Regions from separate parts of the Sus scrofa genome. Here regions 1 and 2 are each linked to region 3. Evidence: chromatin contacts called from public HiChIP or PLAC-seq data. All regions are on one chromosome and are shown on one strand. The core of a region is the stretch at or near the end of the contact, and the rest is flanking DNA. Distances in the headings are between cores, read along the strand shown.

Region 1 (3,576 bases), core at 862-3,361, 77 kb after region 3:
ACAGCAATATGGGATCTGAGTCGAGGGATCCTTAACCCACTGAGCAGCCAGGGATCGAACCCACATCCTCATGGATATTAGTTGGGTTCGTTTCTCCTGAGCCGTGACGGGAACTCCAATATTCTTATTTACAAATGATAAATTATCCTTAAAACATACAGATATGCAAATACACTCATTACCATAGCAGTAGCCCCCTAATAATTTCAGCAATTCATGGCAAAATATGCTGTAAGAATCATTTGAAAGATGCTTAACTGAGCTACCATTAGAAGCCACAAACAGGAGTTCCTGCAGTGGTTAACGAATCTGATTAGGAACCATGAGGTTGTGGGTTCAGTCCCTGCCCTTGCTCAGTGGGTTAAGGATCCGGCGTTGCCGTGAGCTGTGGTGTAGGTTGCAGACGCGGCTCGGATCCCGCGTTGCTGTGGCTCTGGCTGTGGCTCTGGCGTAGGCCGGTGGCTACAGCTCCGATTCAACCCCTAGCCTGGGAATCTCCATATGCCGAGGGAGCGGCCCAAGAAATAGCAAAAAAAATAAAAATAAAAAAAATAAAAAAAGAAGCCACAAACATCAACCAGACAACCAAGAGCTACCATTCTTAAGGAGCAGGTCACTTGAATAGGCAGAAAACCAGCTCTGATTTGCTCTTCTTCAGTTTACACTAAGTTAAGAGATCCTGTTACCTGAATACATCTTCGAAAAAGTAGGAAGGACAGCTCCTGGCCAAGACTGGAAAAATCAGAATCAACTGAAAGTAACTGGGGGGTATATGGCATGTTGTGATCCATTTAGCAAGTAATAACTAAAACCAAAGGAAAATGTACAGGGATGCAGATAGAACCTAAGATCAATTCCTCAGCTGAGAAGTTACTAAACCTTCAAGGCTAAGAATTTTGAAAATTGTCAAGTACAGCTTCTCAGGAGATAGTGAAGGAATGAACCAAATGTTCCTGACCACACCATTCCCAAAGTCACCAATTCTCTTAATGCTGATTTAACACTCACAGAATAATTTAAAACTCCATAGACAGTATCCCATTACTCGTCATTTTCTGCTCTTTCTCCTGCACTTTATCCAAAGAGAGAAAATGGTAACCAGTGCTCCCAGTTACTGGAGAAAGTCCTACTCTCCATTTCCTCACCCTTTCCCATCTCTGCTCCACTCAGCCTCTCTACTGTATATTCTGCTTCCCTTTTTCCTTTCTGTTTCACACTCAGCTCTCCTTTACTTTCTCCAACAAGTATCCTCATTCTATTCTGTCCTCTGGTGTCCTAAACTCTTCTCCTACCTGCAGTTTTCTTCTGCCCCTTCCCATGATATCTCTGACCAGATTTCTTGTAACCAGTGCCCCTCATCGCTCACCTCCTGATCACTCATTCCCCTGAATCCTGCTCGGATTCCCAGGTTCTCACCTCTCTTGTCCCTTGTGTCCTCTGTCCCTTTACTTCATGGACCTCCCATTCCCATTCCCCTAACCCTTCATTTCCCCCTTCACATTTCCTTCCTCCTTCCTGTCTTTCAATCCGTTTCACACCCACTACCCTTTATCTCTCTCCAGGAGGTTTCCTGTGTGCCCCCCCCACACACTTTGTCCCTCTAAGACGCCTCCCTGTCACACTCCCAACTCTCTCATTTCCCCAAATACCCCTAGTCCTGTTCCTCTGGTTCCCCTTCCCCTTCCTTTACCCCCAAGTTCCTCCCTTCAACCTCTCCCCCCACACACCAGCTCATGTCCCCGCCTGCCCCTTTCCCACGGACCTCGCCGCCCTGCCGTTCCCAGGGTCCCCTCCCTGGGGCTCCCGAGCCACCCCCCCGCACGCTCTCGGCCCCTCGCACCCGCCCCCCATTTCTCACTCCCCGTCCCCGGCCGCGTCCCCTCCCTCACCGATGGTGGAGATGAAGGTGGTGTTGAAGGCGTCCTCGGAAAAGCGGAATAGGAGGCAGGTCTTGCCCACGCCCGAGTCGCCGATCAGCAGCAGCTTGAACAGATAATCATACGTCTTCGCCATCTTCTCTCTCCGGCCCTCTGACCGGGGAGCGAAAGGAGCGGCAGAGAGAGGCGGGGAGGGTGCCGCGGGCCAGGGGGCGTGCCCGCTGAGCCACCGATCGCCCCGCCCCTCTCCCCGCCCCCTTCCTCGGAGACGGCCTGCGCGCCCCGCCCCTCGTGACCAATCCTCGGGGTTTTCGTCATCACCGCCGGTGCCCCCATGCTGTATGGGATCTGTAGTTCTTTGAGGAGCTACGGGCGTTCCCCCGGCAGGCTGTCCCCGGGCCCCCAGAGGATAAAAAGAAGATCCGTTCTGGGCGGGATGATTGGGGATTAGGCGTTTCCACTTGAGCTAAGATGTGAGGCCAGGTTTCCAACTCCGCAGGTCGCGCCACCGGAACTTAACTTCGTCTATTCTTTGTGTGCCAGCGCCTTTCAATTCCAGGACCTCGGAATCGGAGTCCTTCGGTTCCCTCATCTCTTCTACTGGGACCCAGAACTGAGATGCTTTCTCTCCTTCACGCTGCCGTGGCGCAGCCTGTGGATTATCTGCAGAGCGCCTTATCTGGCTTTTCCTGCAGTTCCTGCCCAGCACCACGTCTAAGCCCTCTCCTGCAGACCCTCAGTTATAGAGCTTGAAAAGAATGGTTGCCGTTCTAACTTGAACCCCACTCCTGTTCTCCTTACGCCTCCAGAGCAGAACCAAGTACAGTGGGTAATTTAGAGGATCTGCTGTGCATACCGCTTACCCCACTCCCCCACCACCCGCAGCAGGATGGACCAAAAAAAAAAAAAAAAAAAAATCGGGGAAATGAAATTTTTAAGGCTTCTGTTACAGGTCTTGCCCTATAAAATTGCAAGCATCGTGCAATAGAGGAACTACGAACATGAGAATCTAGAGGATAAGATTTGGATTTTGTCTTGTTTCAGCAGCTTACCAACACACAGGCTCTCTGCACCTCAGTTTTCTCATCTGAAAAAACAAGCTGTTTCATAGGGTTGTAGGAAAAAAATAAGTGAGGTACTGAATGTGAAAGCACTTTGAAATCCTCAAGGCATTGTAGAAATGTCGGTGATGATGGTTACCTTCTTCAGCCTTCTGTGGTTCTCTCTTAATGGATGACAAATGGAGGACAGCAGCCTTCTGTTATACCCAACTTAATCCTTTATTTACTGTCTTAGACTATTATTCTTTGTTTTGTGAATGTATGGGTCCAGGCCTCTCTCACTCACTAGTGGCAGAAACCCAACCCCTAATGAGGAGGGATTCTGCCTTTTGGCACAGGCTGAGCCTCCCTGCCCCTGCCAGTTCTTGAACACGTCTGTGAATCTGGCCTCAGCCAAGGCCGAAGAAATGTGGACAGCTCAGTACTATACCTTCCTCTTCGTTCTGGAAAAGAGGGGAGGAAAAAAAAAACCCTTCAAAGACCACGGGAATCTTCTTTCTTTTATAAAATATGTAGTGATTAAAATAACTTGTAGTTGCTCTAGCTACACACAATCATTGGCATTCTCTCTCTGTATGAATAAGAACCCACTGACTTGGGAATTCTTTTGTGCTAAAGCGGGTTAAGGATGTGGTGTT
Region 2 (3,353 bases), core at 797-3,296, 110 kb before region 3:
TTAATTGCTCTCTGTTCCTTACTAATTAACCAGGTTTTTGATCTAGTTACGCAATGACCATCCTTGATCCCCTCCTTTCTGTCCATTAAACTCTGTTCACAATCTTGCCTTGCTCTTCTATTAAACCTATCCCCCTTTTAAACTTTTCCATCCCTGGGGATCTCTGGGGAACACTTAGAGGTGCATGTTCAAGACTTACTGTTTAGCTAGACATAATGGGAAAACACGTGGAGTGGGAGTAACAAGATGCATGTGCCCGGCCCAGTTTCCCTTGAACTAAGCTGTGAGATGTGGAGTGAGTGACTTCGCTTGCATGGTGTGCCTCTCCGAACCTACAGTGGCTCCTCCCCAACCTCTTGGGTTCCTCTAGTACAGTTCATCTTCTGAAGACCTTGATGACGCATCAGACACATGGATGTCTTAAGAACTACAGTGCAACACTCACTTGCTCACCTCCCTGGAGGTATGGCATTTGATTAGAAGCTGCAGGCAGAAAAGGTCATCCTTAAGTCTACCATGGTCTAAAAGGGCTTGTAACAAGATCATCTTTGTAACTACTTCCTTAAAAAGATTTCAAAGCCCTTTATTATCTCAACAAAAGCTGAGCAGATAGGGACAGGACAGTAGCGCTCCTTGAAATGTGGGTGGCACGTGCTTCCTGGAGGCTTTCAAGCAGAAAAGCTGATCTATTCCTCCAAAACTACAGACAAAAGTGGCTTCACTGGTCACTGAGGCCAGCCTGAGAGGCCACTTAAGGGTCAGCACAGACCTGAGAGAGGTGAGGCTGGTCAGGTCGCCATGGCCAAGAGGAGAGAGCAAGATGGTCCAGGTCACCAAACCAGGGTTCATGTACCAGGGCTGGGGTTGGGCAGCCTTCAGCAGACCATGTGATCTGTAGGCAGCAGGGAGCCGAGAGAACAGGCAGGGTCACAGAGCAGGAAGGAGACAGAGCCCACAAGGGGAGCAGGGCAGACAGGTTCTGAAGGCCCAAGGAAGCCAGAAGCACGGTAGTGGGAAGAGCAGGCAGCAGTAACAGCAGCAGGAAGATTTAGTGAGTGCTGGGGGCAGCAGTGTGTTAAGACCTTTGAGGTAACAACTGAACATGGACTAAATACAGAGGGGATTAGAACCACTGGTATAGGGTGTAAATACATCTTTACATCCAGTCCTATAAGAAATACAAAAGAATACAGATGTGTGAGGAAAGTGGGCAGAAATGAGCAACAGGTGATGCTAATATTCCCTGGAAACAGAACTCAGACTCTGATCTAAACCAAGATGCAAAATGCCTGGTACAGAGCCTTACACCAACTAAGGTGCTCAATATTCAATGTAAGTCCTTTTCATCCACTGCTACCCCAGAGAAGCCCCCTACCCCAGCTTCCTAGAGAACGGATTGATAGTACGAACTATTATGAGCCTTGTCGACTTATCTCTTATGAGAGGAAAGTCTAACCGCTTAGTAAAGTTCTTCTAGTTATTTATTCTATTTATCTATATTTCTATTTCACTGTGATATTGACCCATTAATTTCTTTGCGTTAAATTTCGGGGGTAAGATCTTAGAAGGACGCGCTGTAGAGTCCGCAGAAATTCTGAATTTGAATGCAGCCCCCTCCCCCGCGCAGCTGCCTCGTCCAGTCCCCTAAGATGTGCCCAGTCCAGGTAGGCACACGACTGGGACCCAGAAAGAGGCTCTTGTCCAGATGGCCTTGTACCTAGGGGGCTTCTCAGTAAGGACAGTGAAAGACCAAGGCCGTGGCGTCCCTACACGCATCCTCCCGGATGGGGCTGAGGCAGGCGGATCTCTCCCACTCCTGCCCGCGGCTTCTACCGAGAACTGGGTTCCCAGGTCAGCCCCGGCCGGAGGAGCGCGGTGCCGCTGCCCGGTGCGGGAGCCGCTGAAGTCAGGGTTACAACTCACCTTGGAACTGGGGCACCAGACCTCCTGTAGGCAGGGCGTTCTCCCCCCTACCGGATGACATCATGTGTTTGGGGCTGGGTCGCTCCATAAAAGCAGCCGGCGGGGAGCCAGGAGCCCAAAGAACAGACGTGCTCTGCAGGGCGCCCGGGCCGTGCGCACGAGGTTCCCGTGCGAGCCCCGCCGACCCCAGAGCCCGAGACGGAGAGTGAGGAGCCCAGCCGCCGGCAGCCCGCGTCTGGCCCCGAGAAGCCGCCTGAAGATGCCCCACCGCAACCTACACGCGGCTGCCGTCCTCCTGCTCCTGGTCTTAAAGGAACAGCCTTCCAGCCCAGCCCCACTCAACGGTAAAGTTCCTGCCTCTTTTTTTGCTAACAATCTCGAGCGCCAAGTCACACCTGAAAAGATTTCCCACAGGGCTTTTTAATAATAAAGTAAAACTATTTGCGGGGAGCCGGGAAGGACCTGCATGGCCTCAAATAGCACGTTTTTTACAAGGGATGCTTCGTTTTCCTTTGGAATGGAGGATCAACTCTGGTTTGGGGGGCGCGGGGTGGGGGGGGGCACGTTCCTGTGTTCTCGGAGCACACCCCCCCCCCCGGCCCCCGCAGCTCTGGAGAGGTGGCTTTGGGAATTTGCTAAGTGGGGAGGAGAAGGAGAACCAGGATTTAAAATATTGTGCCCCCGCGCTGATCCACGTGCAGATGGTGAAGTGACTGGGGGATTCTGAGCCGCTTCTTTACCAGGGTGGGTTTGCCCAGAGGTGGGTGCTATTCTTTGGAGAAGAGACTCTTTACCATTAAGTTTTACCTCCAAGTCAAAGGGGTGATGCATCCTATCTGTAATCATTGTTTTCTTCCAGAAGGGCTCTACTATTCTGAAGGTCCACGTGTGTGTACGTGCAGTCAGGCGAGCATACACGCCTTATTTCTGAGTGTAATTAGGGCTTTTAATCCTGAAGGGCTGGAGGCTGGTGGTGCCCAGCCAGTAGCAGGAGGGGGTGGAGGGGCCTCAGGTCTGGGTGGTGAGTTGCAGGTGAGGAGCCAAGGTCAAGGCTTTTCCCTGCCTCTCCACAGTTGGGTGAGTGCTTTTCTGGGGGAGTAGATGGTGACTTGTGGAAACTTAGAGTGATGGATGGTGGCTCCTGACCTTGACAGAGTTTGCCCCAAGTTGTAAGGACATTTGTAGGTGTGACCATTCCTGGACTCAGGCTAGGTTGAAACATTTATAAAAGGGCCCCAAATGACTAGTTTGGCTGAAAATTCATCCTCCCAGGCTGGGGCCCCTCCCCTCAGCCCTCTCCTCTTGGAGGATATGGTGCCCAGGGGTTGGGGGTGGGGAGGAGGGGGTAGGGGGTGAGGAGCTAGGGGCAGGCTGCAGGGGGAGCCCGGCTGTGTAGGCAGCTTTGCTGTCCCTCTTAATTCACTTGGAGC
Region 3 (3,690 bases), core at 600-3,099:
TAAAATACTCAATATTTTCAGCCTGGAAATTTATAATCCCTTGGCTTCAAACTATGTTGGAAGACATGGACCCTCAAATACAACAGTATATTAATGTTTCAAATTACCAAATCATAATGCAAATAAAACTGTGGAGGGGGGTAAAGCAGACATTTAACTTACTTTAAAAGTTTATAATATGCAAACCGGAATGTTTCTTGGATAAGGACTGAGACCAACACTCCAAAGATCAGCAGATATTTCTGGACTCGTTCATCTTTGTTATCAGTAATGGTTGTTGCCATGAACCAAACTAGGGAGGAAAGCAGCAGAGACACCAACCAGAAGAAGGCTCTGAAAATTGGGGGGAAAAAATTACAAGTGAACAGGATTAATAATGATTTAAATGCAGAAAAAATCTTGCTTGAAAAGGAATGGATTTCCTGACCAAGAAAATGTTCATGAAGTGATGTTCTGAATCAACTGTTCTTAATCAATGGTGCAGTTTCCCTGGTGAAATCAACATGAAGTCCAAGAGGAATTTGAGATTTTTTTTTCCCTAAAAATCACTTTTTCAGTGACTCTGTTATTTCTAAGTACTGCTGCAGACTATCTGCCAAGTGCTGTCTGGCTGGAAACTTGGTTATTTGCTCCACTTCCTTATTAAAGCTTTGCCCACTGATGTGCAAACAAATGTCTGCATCTCTATTAACAGAGTGACTGGCTGGCTTTAAAATCGAGGTTGAAAACCTATGCTCTGATCTAGATCAGTTTTCCAGGCCTGGTTTCTACAACATTCCTGTGGATTTTAATGATTATAACAAGGGTTACAGAACTTTTACCCAAATCACTATTGTTTTTTAAATGACACTTGTGATGAGGCACTTTCAAGAAGGTCAGAAAAGGTGGCAATCACTGGTATCGCCTGGCCAAGCGACACTCTGGGGAGCCCAAGAGCTGCCAGACAGGTGAAAACGGAGATTATGACCACAATCGCTACGAGAGTTCGGTGTTGACCAAGCTCCTGCAGGGAGATGTACTACAGGTGCGGTGTTGTTTCCCCACGTTTCTACCCTTTGGCTGAACCGGGGAATCACCTGGGACGCTTTAAAAAATTCCGTAGTCCGAATCCCAGGCCCCTGACCTTCCGATTCAGTTAATAGAGGTAGGAGCTGAGCATCGCGGATATCTTAAAACACCTGACGCCCAGGTGCTTAAGGGTTCTTGCTTGGGATTACAAATGCCTGTTAGAATCTGAGGGAAACTAGGGACCTCCCCTCTCCAAATGAATAAAAGATGAATATTTGAACTTATCCACAATTTTTAATACAGTTTTAATGTATGACTTATTAAAGCACACCCGGGAGACAAGCGTAGGGGTTTTTCTGAGACCTACGGTGTGATGTGCTCTCCCTCTGAGCTCGCCCTCTGGGGTCGCAGGCGAAGAGTCCCAGGGGAGATGGGTCTCCGCTCTCCCCCTCCCAATCCTTCTCCCCTCCAAAGCCTATCGAGGTCAAGTCGTTTGGAGGGAACGCCAAGTACTGCCGGTACCCCAGCGGGGGAGGGGAACCCCGGGTCTGGGTTTCCTGGCGCAACCACCTTACCCAATGATGAGGAGGATGATGCGCAACGGCTCGGTGGCGATGGTGAAGACGTAGAGGGCGAGAGCAGGCCCGAAGGCAATGAAAGCGCAGCCGAAGAACACGGCCGCCGTCATGGCGACAGCAAAAGCCGACCCGGGGGCCGGGCGGGGACTTGGGGGCGCTGAGCGCTGATAGAGCTGAGCGCGGGGTGAGGGCGGGGCAGGAGAGCGGCTGCAAGCAGGGCGCGGCGGAGGGACGGGAGGCGGGGCGTGGCCGTGAGCGGCGTTGGGGCGTGGCGCGTCGGAGGAACAGAAGGCGGGGCGAGGGCCCGGAGGCGGGGCGAAGCCGTGAGCGCCAGAGGGACCCCGGCGCCCGGGCTCGAGGCGCGCTTCACCTCCGGGCTGGCAGACCTGGAGGCAAAGCAGTTCCTGCTGTCTGCGCGGCTTTGTAGGACGAACTGTAGCGTCCCGACCCCCGCCCCGGCCACAAGTACACCATCCATCAGGCCCAGGATATTGGCCGCGAGATGGCTGAAAGAAGGGGGGGGTCTCCAAACTGCTTTGGTGCCAGGATAGGGGGAAATTCCAGATCAACTAAAGAAAAACTTCGCACAGCAGGTAGATAGGATCCCATTTCTAAACAGAGGAGTCTTTTTTAAAGCACATTTTGCCATCTGTAATGTTGGGGGAACTTCGTGCAACTGTGTACAAAACCCAAGCTTGGGATAGCGGTGACCCAGGCGCTAACCCTCAGGGTAAGAGCTTGTTTTGTTGAGCTGGTTTTATTTGTTCCTCGCTCCTGCCGTGTCTTAAAGGTGTTTTTTAAGGCATTCTCTGATCACCCTGTAATTACAGCAACATCTCCTTGCTTGGTTTTTACTTGCTCGCTTGCCTCCCCCATTAAAATGTAAACTTTTGGAAGGCAAGGTCTTTGTTTTGTTCTCCGTTGTTTCCACAGCACCTAGAAGATGCTCACTAAATAACTGTTCAATGAATGAAATAATTTTAAAAATGGAACTTACAAACATTTGCTACAGTAACAATTTCTGAAAGGTTTACAAAATAAAACCAGAAGGTTAATTTCCTTGGTCATTTTATCTAAGATTTATCTCCATGTCTAGTGGGGATAATAACAATAATAATTCATGGGTAGTTTTGAGGATTGCGCCACATGTTAAGTGCTATGCAAGTATCAGCCATTCCTACCCATCTTTAATGCCTATCCTGAATAAAGCTCTTGAAAATCAACACTGAAAAGACAAAAGCTGGGGCCCTGACTGAAGATGTTTTGTGGTCATCTCTGAAAATGGGCCTTCACATAATACAAGTATTTAATTTTTATGGTAAAATGTCAGCTTTGTTTGAAACAGACATATATATTTTCCTCTTACTCTACACAGTATTTCTTCATTTTGAAATGTTTTGACCAGCACCTACTAAGTAACTCAGGTTGAGACAACAGTTGAAAGTGATAGTGACTCTATCACATTATAAATCAACTAAACTTCCAAAAAACTTTAAAAAATGAAAAAATAAAGCTATTCATTAAAAAAAATTTTTTTAAATAAAGTGATAGTGACTCATCATTGGATAGATTCTTTTGGTTCTATCCTGAATCAAAGTTGTCAAATGCAATTACATTATTTCAGCTCCATACAGAAATGCCTTCATGAATGCCCAATGTACTTATGTCCTTGGGGTAAATTAGTATTTTTAATTAAAGACATTGTAAGGAGATAGAGAGAGAGAACCAGGCATGACTTTATGAACATAAGAAAAGCCGTTTTTGGCCCAAGCCTTCTTGTGATCTAAACCTGACTACAGTGTTTGTCCTTGAACGGGTCTCAGTAATTAATAATCAACCAAAGCTTAGATTCTGTCCACCTTTCCCCCAATTCTATGCTGAATTCTCCTCTGCTCAAGCCCCTTCATGAATACTCATGTACCTTTAGCTTAAAACTTCCCCAGTTTTGCTGTTTGGGGAGACCCCGCTTTGGGAAAAATCACCAGTGTTTTCCTTATTTGCTGCAAGTAATAAGCCCTTCCTTCTCCTGATCTTTGGCGTGGCTGTGTCTTTTGGCTAGATACCCACTAACAGGTGAACACATTTTTTTTTGGGTAAAAAAATG

Evidence for each region. HiChIP or PLAC-seq counts read pairs in DNA pulled down with a chosen protein or histone mark.
Region 1: an H3K27ac HiChIP or PLAC-seq map of alveolar macrophages shows a contact between it and region 3. The contact joins the promoter of RAB8B here to the promoter of APH1B in region 3. A contact is called at or near these places in 8 of 47 Hi-C or Micro-C datasets (alveolar macrophages, blood, heart right ventricle and 3 more) and 2 of 2 datasets of contacts at active chromatin or transcription factors (alveolar macrophages and skeletal muscle).
Region 2: a contact with region 3 is called in an H3K27ac HiChIP or PLAC-seq map of alveolar macrophages. The contact joins the promoter of CA12 here to the promoter of APH1B in region 3. A contact is called at or near these places in 7 of 47 Hi-C or Micro-C datasets (alveolar macrophages, blood, liver and 4 more) and 2 of 2 datasets of contacts at active chromatin or transcription factors (alveolar macrophages and skeletal muscle).

What each region holds. Positions count from the first base shown.
Region 1 is chr1:108,838,111-108,841,686 of Sscrofa11.1, forward strand. It overlaps RAB8B (ras-related protein Rab-8B), which reads right to left and starts at 2,112. Exons shown (of 8, transcript XM_001929029.7): 1 at 1,890-2,112. The coding sequence starts at 2,013.
Region 2 is chr1:108,647,231-108,650,583 of Sscrofa11.1, forward strand. CA12 (carbonic anhydrase 12) reads left to right here and starts at 2,047. Exons shown (of 10, transcript XM_021094165.1): 1 at 2,047-2,267. The coding sequence starts at 2,183. All of the region lies in intron 5 of APH1B (gamma-secretase subunit APH-1B), which reads right to left. LOC110260967 (a long non-coding RNA gene) reads right to left here and starts at 2,057. Exons shown (of 2, transcript XR_002344615.1): 1 at 1,924-2,057.
Region 3 is chr1:108,761,430-108,765,119 of Sscrofa11.1, forward strand. It overlaps APH1B (gamma-secretase subunit APH-1B), which reads right to left and starts at 1,850. Exons shown (of 7, transcript XM_021094173.1): 1 at 1,584-1,850; 2 at 163-333. The coding sequence starts at 1,696.